Regions from separate parts of the Mus musculus genome. Here regions 1 and 2 are each linked to region 3. Evidence: chromatin contacts called from public promoter capture Hi-C data. All regions are on one chromosome and are shown on one strand. Each heading gives the region's core, a stretch centred on a gene start, on an enhancer-like site or on the middle of the called end of the contact. The rest is flanking DNA. Distances are from core to core; before and after follow the strand shown.

Region 1 (3,532 bases), core at 895-3,394, 2.0 Mb after region 3:
CAACTTGCTATAACTATTTTTTTTTTTCCTTTCCATTGTGAGAGGCCTGGGGATGGAACTTGGGTTGTCAGGTTTGGCAGCAATATTCCCAGTAAACGTTGAGAAATGTAACGAGGTCTGGCAGGGTGGCTCAGCTTGTAAGGGCACTTGCTGTACAGCCTGGAACCCACATAGCAGAGAATCAACTCTTACAAATTGTCCTCGGACCAATTCTCTCTCTCTGTGTGTGTGTCTCTCTCTCTGTCTCTCTGTCTCTGTCTCTGTCTCTCTGTCTCTGTCTCTGTCTCTCTCTCTCTCTCTCTCTCTCTCTCTCACACACACACACACACACACACACACACACACACACACACACACAGTCAGTCTTTTCATAGGGGCTACAGAGGTACCACAGCAGTTGAGTGCTTGCTGCTCTTGCAGAGGACCACCATGGAGGTCAACAACTGTCTGTCTGTAACTCCAGTTCCAGGGGACCCAATATCCTCTTCTGCTTTTCTCAGGTACCACATGCATGTGGTGCGAAGACACATGTGCAGGCAAGTCACACACACAGTAAAAACAATTAAGTCTTCAGGCTACCTTCTGTCTTCCCATCTTGTATAATCAAGTCCAAACTCGTGCCACCATATCCCACTCCCTCTGGTCCCTGAATTCTCTTCCACCTCTCCCTACTCCAGGCTTCCACCGATCTTTGCCAGTGTTGGGTACTGTCCAGAGAATAACCTACAATAGCTACACTTTTGGTTTTAAATGAACTTCTTAAGTGTACAGCAAGTGAAAGTAAAAGGATAAATAGCAAGTAGTAGACTGGTAGCCCCACTCCATCAAACTGCAAGGTCACAACATCCAGCAGAGATGACTAGAGTAGCTGATGGAGAGAGCTAACAAAGAAAGCATCCATTAAGTTAGAGATTTACAAATATGAAGCAGAAATCAACTGGGGAAGTTGGGGCAGCCAGCTGGAGTTCCTTTTTAAAAATATATTTTCAGTTAAAATATAATTCCATCATTTCCCCCTCGCCCCAGGCACACCATCCTTCAAAGTCCAAACCACTTCACTGTCCTTCCCCATTCAGGGTCTTTTCCTGGAATGTGCTTCTACCAAACGTCAGCCTGCTTCTCCTTCTCACTTCCCTCAAGCCTTTCCACTCAGGACCACCTGACTTAAAGACAAGCAGGCCGGCTCCAGCTTCTTCTCTGTTCCTCTTCTTTATAGTGTTAAGTACCACGTGGCATTTTCTCGTTTGTTTGCTGTATATGTTCTGTTCTCCACACTGGACTGTAACCCGCAGGAGGGCAGGGATTTTGCTGTCACTAATGTTTTGCTGTGTTAGAAACAAACCCTGTGTCTTTCACATGCTGGGAAAGAAATTTTCCCTATTAATTAATTCATTTATTTATTCACTTTACATTCGGATCACTGCCTCTGCCCCATCCTCCCTTGAGCCCTAGTTAGACCCAGAGTGCTCCATACAGGCCAGGCAAGCATTCTACCACTGGGTTACATCCCCATCCCAGATTCTGATTTTTTTTTTTTTTTATTCCGTGTTCAATTCCTCCGAGTATTAACTTTTTCCTTCAGGGTACATTGCCAATGAACAATTATAGGAAAATTCAATCAAAAAGTGAACGAGGACCAACTCTTTGTTTTTTTTTAAAGATTATTATTATTTATGTGTTTCGTTGTGGGAGTATGCGCATATGTTTGCAGAATGTACAAGGTCAGAAAGCCCTAGATCTGGATCCCCCAGAGTTGAAGTTACAGGCTGATGAGGGCTGCCAGGTGTGGGTGCTGGGTCCTGAACTTGGGTCTTCTGAAAGAGCCTCAAGCACTTTTAACCACCGAGTCATTTCTGTAACCCCACCTTCTGTGTTTATTGAACTCTTGATCCTCCTGCCTCCACCTCTCAAGTACTGAAATTGTTGACATGCGTTTGCTGGGAGACCCATAATTTGGGGGGAAAAAAAAAAAGAAAGAAAGAAAAGAAAAGAGGAAAGGCATGTGACAAGTGAATTGGCACCAAGGCGAGGGAAGGGTGTGTCGTGGGATTCACCATCAGGTGGCGATGTCGCCGGAGGGCGCTGGGAGTCTACGGGACCGCGCCGCTCTTTCCGTGCGCTTCCGCGCCTGCGCTGGGCCAGGCGTGGGGGGGGTAGGGCGAGTCATATGACCCGCTGGGCTTCCTGGCTCCGGCCGTCGCTGCCGCCAGCCTCTGTCTGCCCGCGTCGCGCCAGGGGCCCCGCCGAAGAGCCGTTGGCGGGTTCGGGGCCGATACCCGCTCGTGGGAAAGAGTGTCCGCTGTCGTCCGCGCCCGTCCACGCTCGCAGCCGGCCGCCGCCATGCTGGCGCTCATCTCCCGCCTGCTGGACTGGTTCCGTTCGCTCTTCTGGAAGGAGGAGATGGAACTGACGCTCGTGGGGCTGCAGTACTCCGGCAAGACCACCTTCGTCAATGTCATCGCGGTGAGCAGCCCTCTGCGGGCGGCCTGGCCGGCGTCTCGCGCCTGTCACCTCCCCGAAGGCCGGGCCGGGCGATCCTGCGTGTGTGGGCCTCGGAGTTGTAGCCGGAGGGTCGGCAGCAGGAGGGTCAATTCCACGTTGCGTTTTGGTGGTGGTGGTGGGGGCTGTGCCTTTAACACGGCCTGGAAAGGGTTAATCCGAGTCTGCCACACTTGCTGCCTTTCGGGCCGTAGAGGCTGAAGGGTTAATTCCAACCTGTCACTTGTTCACCCGGACGGGTGAGCCTGGCCTTTTCCAGAACGCCTGCGAAGGGGACGCCTCTCCTAAGTCTCCACTTGGGACGATGGAGTCGCATTGTGAAAGCAGGCAACCCGTGTGGGCGCTTCTGTGAATGCCAGGGGGAGCCTCGGCGCCTCCAGTTCGCTTGGTCTTTGTCACTTGTCCATGGAGCGTCGGAGAGCAAACTGATGACCTAGCTTACTGGGGGAAGCTGTTGGAGAGACCATTCAGATCCCAGTATTTTCTAAGACAGGGAGCAAGGGCGAGGCGAGTCTCGGTTTCTCCACAGCTGATTGTGTTAAACGGGTAGATAGATGGATCTGCATTCAACATAAAGTTTGCAGGCTTTGGTCTTTAGAGAGATTTTTTTTTTTCTTCCCTCTTGCAGAAGGAATTTGTTTGGATTGGGACGTAGCTTATGGAGGCTCAGGGAAGTTGCCTAGTAAATATAATGTGAATTCGGTGGGAGAGTGGTCGTTGAGTTTTGCGTCTTTGATTGGTTGGGAAAGGAATGGGCGTGAATGTCAGTCTTTGGAGCCAAGGAGTCATTGCACAGTTTTAGGGCTGTACTTAGAGGGTTGAGCTTTACAATTGTTCTGATGAGAAGTGGCGGCAGTTCCTAGACCTTCAAGAGGATTGTTGCAATCCTCACACAGGAGACAGCTGAGCTGCCCGACTGGTTTGGCTACACACTGCCCTGGGAAAACCTAGGTAACGTGTGACTCAGTCCCTGTAGTAATAGAGCAACAGGCGTCAGAGAGAGGAGCGGAGGCTCAAATCTCTTTCGAAGATG
Region 2 (3,625 bases), core at 786-3,285, 2.1 Mb after region 3:
TACAAGTTTTTGTTTGTTGGGTTTTTGTTTTGTTTTTGTAAGTGTATGAGAGAGTTTGTGGTAAGTATTGTTCATGTCTTAAAATGGGGAATATTTTGCAGCAGGGGAAACAGTGCAGGAACTAACTTAACAAGGTTACAGTTACAAGGCAGGATTCTGACTAGATTCTCAGCTGTGTCTTTGGAGCTGCACGGTAAAGCTGTACCTAAAACGGAAGTGACTTTTTCATGCTAGTCCTGAGGTACTCTTGTGAGAATGTATATGTATTTGGAAAAACCTATCACAAACCTTCCCATAATATCTCATTTGGAGCGGAGGCAGGAGGATTACAGGTTGGAGACAAACTGGGGCTACATAGTGAGATCCTGTCTTAGAATTTGTTTTTATATTTAAGGCTGAATATTCTGATTAGATAGAGTTGTCTCAATTTCATCAGCTACATTCAATCTGAGAAATCCTAGTCTAAAGGGACAGTCACAGATACTTCATCTTTAGTTTTTTTTTTTTAATGAAGATAAAATAGGAATACATGCTAGCGTTCTGAAAACCTGTTCTATTGGCACTTATTGTCAGTTGTGCCATGAAAAGCATTTTTCATAAACTAGCTGGTTTTCTATGGTTATTAGACTCGTCTTTTAAAATTAGGGCTTTTCTGTAATGTGAGAACAGTTGCTGTCATCAGTGGCTGACAGCTGACCAGAGTGCAAGCTACATTTCAGCTAAAATTTGCACAGAAGTAGCTTATGGAGGAAACAAAGCATAGCTTTAATGTCCATTTTCAGTTTGTGTTAGCTTCAGGGAGGCAGAAACTAGTAGTTCCGTGTCAAGGACTGGAATCAGTTGGTCTTATACAAGTTTATCCAGTCCAGTAACTTCTTCCCCCTCCCCCCTTTTTTTTTGTATACTGCTCAGGCCTTTGTATCTCACAAAATAAGCTCTCCCAACCCAAAGAACTTAAATTGTTGCTGGCTGCTCTGTTGTACCCTATCACATTGCAGGGACAATTCTGACCCCAAAATGGAAGGAGAATGGTCCAGGATTTACCTAAGTCCTCCCTGTCATTGCCTTCAGGTTGGTGACAGGCATTACTGATTTCGTTACTTCCCCTATTTTTTTTTTTTTTTTTTACTTTTTTATTTTTATGTTTTGCAAGTTTGATAGACACAGGGTATAATCTTAGGAAAGGCAAAACTTTTACAGGCGCTCCAAGTGTTGAAAGCCACAGCCCTTAAAAAACGAAATCAGTAACCTTAATTATAGGAATTAGCACTTGGATGGGATTAAACCCCCAATCTGCCCTACATTTCCAAGGTCGCCTCTGCCTAGCACTGCGATGAGATGATAGGACTGTCAGGAAAAGATGTTTAAATGGTTCTGATGAAAATGATCTGGTGTTAGTTCCCCCTCCCGCCTTGTTGGGATTGGATGTGATCTTGGAGTATTTTAGAAGTATTATGAATTTTTTTTTTCCAAGTTAAGGCGTTCCAATAACAAAACAAAAAATCTGGACATTTCGTGCGGTCTGGACCAGGGAGTCCCACTCCCACCAAGTTAAAAACCTTTCCTAGATATTCGTAAGTACTTCCTTTGCCTAAAGGCCCTGGCCCTTACCTTTCTCACACCTACTACTCCATACCTGGACGGGCTTTCTCCCATCCATCTTCTGTTCAGGGACACCATTTACCCGGGCTAGGGCGGGTCAGAGGCCATGTCTGTGTCCGGCTCCCGGAGCTCCCGTGCCGCGCTCCTATTGGCTGGAAGTTCTTTCCCCAAAAGCCAGAGCGACCTAGGCTCGCCACGCCAGCTAGACCAGACTCGGAACCGCCCAGGGGGCGTGGCCCAGTGGCAGGGCGGGGCCTTGCAGTCCGGGCGGCCTATAGAGCCGGAGGGAGTCCCCGGCCGCGCCCCTCGAGGCCGGGCCGGTGGAGGCCAATCCCCGGCGGCCGGCGGGCGAACGCGGGGCCAGGCGGGCCGGTCCCGTCCGCGGGGCGGGGGACAATGGACCAGTTCCTGGTGCGTCACGAGGGAGTTCCTTAAAGGGGAAGTGAGCGGGCTCCCGGCGGACGCGCGGGGAGGCGGTCGGCTGGGGACGCGCCCGGCGCTTCAAAATAATGCCCGCGGCGGACGCGCGACCATGCAATGGCGAGCGCTTGTCCTGGGGCTGGTGCTGCTGCGCCTCGGCCTCCACGCGGTGCTCTGGTTGGTCTTCGGGCTGGGGCCCAGCATGGGCTTCTACCAGCGGTTTCCGCTCAGCTTCGGCTTCCAGCGCTTGAGGGACCCCGACGGCTCGGGGCCAGTTGGTCCGCCCGGAGGCCCGGCCTGGCTTCATCGGCCAAGGCGCGGAACGGAGGGGCGGCTTGAGACCCCGCCAGAGCCGGGACCGACGCCGGGACCGGGCGTGTGCGGCCCGGCGCACTGGGGCTATGCCCTGGGCGGCGGTGGCTGCGGCCCGGACGAGTACGAGCGGCGCTACAGCGGCGCCTTCCCGCCGCAGCTGCGTGCCCAGATGCGCGACCTGGCGCGGGGCATGTTCGTCTTCGGCTATGACAACTACATGGCGCACGCCTTTCCGCAGGACGAGCTCAACCCCATCTACTGCCGCGGCCGGGGGCCTGACCGCGGAGACCCGTGAGTAGCCCGCGCGCTGCCTTCCGCCCCTCCGGGTCCCTGAGAACACACCAGGGTCTTTAAGGTCCGCAGTAGTCCGAGGTTCCTCCTCTCCTTACCCCAGTGGACTGCCATCCCCTTGATTCTCCCTGACCCTCCAAACTTCAGGACAGCTGTCCTTGTCATTTTCTGTTGCAAATGGGGAAACTGAGTCCCAGAGACCGGAAGGGACAATCACAGTATCCCTTGCTCCAGATAGACACATATCTAAGTGCTGGTTATATAGGTTTCCTTTGGAAAACTCCGCTTCAAAACGAAGCCTCCCCACTCCTGATCAGAATGCCACACCCAAAGCTTTAATAAGGTTAAGGAGCGGGTTCCTAGAAAGGGGCCATCTAGTGAGTTGGACGCCCGGATTGGGATGAGGCGTTAAGTGTTTCTCCTTTCCAGGGGCCGCAGCCTAGACTGAGGGGAGCTTATTGGCAGGAATGGTAGTTGCCTGGCCCAGATTGGCGATCTGGATACTTGAAGGATGATTTCTTAGGCGCAGAGTTGACTGACACCGTCATTGCTTGGTACCATCGTAAACACCAGTGGGGTGATGGTGCTGTCAGAAGGTCAACTAGTCCTCGCAGCCCACTAGCCACGTATGGGAAGGTGGAGTTCCGGGGTTACTCGAGTGGACTTCAAAGTCCAAGACAGCAGGACACCCAGCCAAGTTCCTCCTCCCTGAAGGGTGTGCGTTGCCACAGACCAAGTCAGGCTGGTTGGTGACTGTCGTGTTTCCCTCTCCTTAGATGGGAGTGGAGTTATTAGGTTGTTTGTTGTCTTGGCATTCTACATGGACACCCTTGGACATCTGGCATGTGCATTTCCCTTTACCTTATGGAAGCCAGGAAGGATTCTTAGTTTCAAAAAGGAAAGCTAAGGGCTGATGAGATGACTCAGCCAGTAAGGGCCCTTGGCACTGTGCTCAGACGGGAGTTTGATTCCCCAGGACCCACATGGAAGAAGGAGA
Region 3 (3,726 bases), core at 751-3,250:
GAGCCCTCCTTGAAATTTAGAAGAGCAAAGGAGCGTGATCTCTTTCATGGCAGATGTTTCTAGAAATTAACTTGAGTCAGGCTCTGGCCATTAATGATGGACTTCCCCAGTGTTCCTGAGAATTGGTCAAATTCTGCCGAAGTTCAGAAATATAATTTTCCCTTCCAAATTCATTTTTTTTTTGGCCTGGAGTATTCATTTTACAACCAAAATTAAATTGACAGTCCCATTTTTAGAGACTTTGTTTGAGACTTTGTAGTGACATCTAATTCCAAGCACTACCTTAATGGCAGAAATTAAAAAGCCACTAGGAGAATCCATGCTCTTTTAGAGTGTTGCAAGTAAAGAATTCGCTTCCCCGTTTTAACCCTGTACAGCGTAGTCAGCCATAAAACACAATTTTTTAGTGAGGGTGATGGAGACATGAAGCACAGGATGTGTTTAGCTAGATACACCACGTAACCTCCGCAGTGAAAACTGGACATACTCACAAAAATATAAATGACCAATGGGATGACCCTCACAACACTTTATTTTTCCCACCACTGGACTTCCAAATGATTTTCTAAAATATTCTAAAATACCACCACTATGTTCAAGATGTGGCCACAAACACAAAAAACTATAAAACTCCGTAAAACCAGACCTGAATAGCTGCCACCCTCAGTATTCTGCATAGACAGAGTGTTTGCTACAAGTATCTCAATACTTAACTATATCTCACCAATCCCATTTGGCACTAAGATCCACATAGATGCTTCCTCGTTGGTGGACATACCTGACTATGGATGATCCCTTCAGTTCCACAGGTTCTCAACGTTAGAAGTCGAGAACCACCACTGCCTGTTGTATCTAGCTTTCCATCATAGCCCCAGCACGTATCACCCTGTCAGGTCCAGGGCACATGCCTATCAGTCTTGGTCCAGAGAAGAATAGGGACAAGTCATTACTCAGCCCTTGTGAGGCAAGGCAAGTCTGTTCAACATCAACAAAGGGATGGCTTAGATCAGCTGTGAGGCTGTGTGGGCAATGCCTGGCAAGACTGGCTTCTTGCATGCATTACTTAAAAATTTCCCCACATTGCATGTTAAGTACTGTTAAACAAATGAGACAGTTTGATTTCCAAATCTTGATTATATTTCAAAATATAAATGTTTAATAATCAACTACATATATTTATCACCAGCCAACTATTGAAGAGACCATATGAACATACAGAAATAATAGGTAATGAAGTGTTCAAAATTATAATCCACTGAATTATCGTTTTTTCTGGCCTTCCTCTCTTTCTTTCTTCCTTCTTTCCTTTCTCTCTCTCTCTCTCTCTCTCTCTCTCTCTCTCTCTCTCCCTCTCTCTCTCTCTCTCTCTTTCTTCTTTCTCTCGATTCCTTTCCATCCATGCTTTTTGTGTATCTGGAATATATATCTTCCTGGTTTTAGGTACCTAACTAGTGAGCATAAAGCCAAGTGAGACATCTCATAAGCTTTTTGTACATTTTAGATAAAATAAAAATCACAGATACCAAAGATATTTCAGCAGAAAGCAGAAAAAAATAACTTCAGTTTATGACATCACTACCTTATTGTTGTTTGTCTCTAAATTTGTAACTCTTGAAATTAACTCTGAAACTTATTCTGACTATATCTAACTAGATCTATAGCCTATTTTCTAAACTCGTATATTTTTTTAAGAAGTCTTGTCATTAGATATATACTTCTTTTAATAAACTGTCAACAGCAGGAGGAAACAAATGTCTTCTATTTCCAGGGGTTTTGGCAAAACACAAGACATTACTTTAACAGGACTCACCTTGGTACAAATGAACACATTAGATACAGAGCCATCAACAAAAATAGAACTGCATACCGGGACCTGTCCAGTGAGCTTCTTCTAGTTTGGTATCCCCAGCGTTAGCTCTGTCTCTGCTGATAACAGGGCTACACAGTGTTCTGTTTCCTCTTTTTTCTATTGAAACATTTTCTGTGTTTACCAATTATTTCTCTTTTCCTGTCCCTCCTTTTGGTGAGGGTCCTGGGCGTGTCTCCAGCCTAGTCATAGAAAAAGGTATTTATCTGCCCTACCAACCCTACAGTGAGTCAAACGTTTGATTCCTGGTTACTAAGAAGTACAGTGGCTGCCGAGCTCTGAGCCTGCAGCTGTGCATCTACTCTCTGGGTGCACTGGTGTTTGACTTTAAGGCGGGTTCTTTACTCTTTCATCATCAGAACTGTCATGGTTAAGAAGACACCTGCAGTTTCTCTTACAATGGAAAGACCACACAACTGCTCTTTGGAAGAAGATTCCCAAGAGAGCAACCCATTAGAGAGGGCCCACACTAGAGTCTTAGTGATCATACTGTTCACTGACAAAGGCTTGCCTCCTTCATATACCACAATCTGAGAACTCTGCGAGCTTTAGCCTGGTGTGTGTGTGTGTGTGTATGTGTGTGTGTGTGTGTGTGTGTGTGTGTGTGTGTGTGTGTGTGTGTTGCACGCAAGTGTGTGCTTGCATATAAGCAAAGATACTGTGTCTGGTCAATATCCCAACAGGAGGCTTGTGAGTTGATAGGTCACAGGGCCTGACACATGGGCAGGTTCCTCCACCCTGATTTTGAAGTGCATTTCTGAGACTCCTGACTTCTGCTTTGTTATGAAGCTCTGAACCCTTAAGTGAACATGTAGAGAGAGAATTGCCTAGGAGTCTAGCTCTAATAAATTGCTAGGGTCTATCTAGCCTGACCCAGCTCATCCGTCATCAGCCCTGACAGTGACAGTCTCCAAGGCACACTCCACATACTACTCCCGTGTCATCTTCCAGTGCCCAGTGTGGCAACCTAGCCTTATTGTTGTTCTTCAGTTGATACAGATGCTCTTGGAGTCTCCTGCCCTTTGCTTTTCTCTGGGTGTTTTAGTCTGAGGATTTTCATGCTGAGTGACTAGCAGAGCAGGTATTTTCCCCCCTTTAATTATGGCTTAGAGCAATGGTTCTAACCCCAACCATAAAATTATTCCCTTGTTACTTCATAACTGTAATGTTGCTACTGTTCCAAATCATAATACAGATATCTGATATGCAAGATATCTGATATGTGACCCCTGTTGTGGGAGTCATGTCCCACAGGTGTACAAAGCACTGGCTTAGGGTGAGAGTACATGAGAACTGTGTTCAGTGCTTTCTTATTTGAGCCAGATAGTAGTAACTACCTCTCAAAGACCTGGTGCAGGACTCCTAGTCCCCAGAGAAGCCAGCAGAGAAGTCTTTCAGAGAAGAGGGGGCAGACATAGAGAAGCCATTGTGGAGGCTAAATCAGTGTTTCTGTTTGTGAGATGATAAATGATGAGTCCCCTGAAAAAAGTTGCTGCGGGGCTCAGTGTCCGCTCGCACGGTGTAAGTACAGTGCTGTGTCTGTGCCCGGGGTTCCCAAGGTAACCGTTTGAAAGAGAAGCCAAAATGAAACCAGATCAATCGTTGTTTGATGACCCAAACAATGTGATCTTCCTTGGGGAAAGAAGAAGTGAAACAAGAAGCAGAAAAAACTCCTGCTCTTTGCTGAGAGCTGTCCAGGAAAGGTTAGACAGAGTTTCAGCCATCTGGCCTACCTACTCTTCAGAGTACTATGTGTCTTAGTTTAGATGCATTACTAAAGAACACTGAAAATACTACTCATCATAAGCACGGAACGCTGTGTCCTGAAAGGCTACTTTTAACATTTGTTGTATTTCTTA

Evidence for each region. Promoter capture Hi-C pulls out the DNA fragments that hold promoters and counts their contacts.
Region 1: a contact with region 3 is called in a promoter capture Hi-C map of pre-B cells, with 5 times the contacts expected there. The contact joins the promoter of Arl8b here to the promoter of Il5ra in region 3. A contact is called at or near these places in 1 of 39 promoter capture datasets (pre-B cells) and 1 of 115 datasets of contacts at active chromatin or transcription factors (pro-B cells).
Region 2: a contact with region 3 is called in a promoter capture Hi-C map of pre-B cells, with 4 times the contacts expected there. The contact joins the promoter of Edem1 here to the promoter of Il5ra in region 3.

The regions. Positions count from the first base shown.
Region 1 is chr6:108,780,915-108,784,446 of GRCm38.p6, forward strand. It overlaps Arl8b (ADP-ribosylation factor-like 8B), which reads left to right and starts at 2,145. Exons shown (of 7, transcript NM_026011.3): 1 at 2,145-2,463. The coding sequence starts at 2,341.
Region 2 is chr6:108,826,606-108,830,230 of GRCm38.p6, forward strand. Edem1 (ER degradation enhancer, mannosidase alpha-like 1) reads left to right here and starts at 2,036. Exons shown (of 12, transcript NM_138677.2): 1 at 2,036-2,628. The coding sequence starts at 2,135. It overlaps Gm35417 (a long non-coding RNA gene), which reads right to left and starts at 1,671. Exons shown (of 2, transcript XR_377956.4): 1 at 1,612-1,671.
Region 3 is chr6:106,747,037-106,750,762 of GRCm38.p6, forward strand. Il5ra (interleukin 5 receptor, alpha) reads right to left here and starts at 2,001. Exons shown (of 13, transcript NM_008370.2): 1 at 1,811-2,001.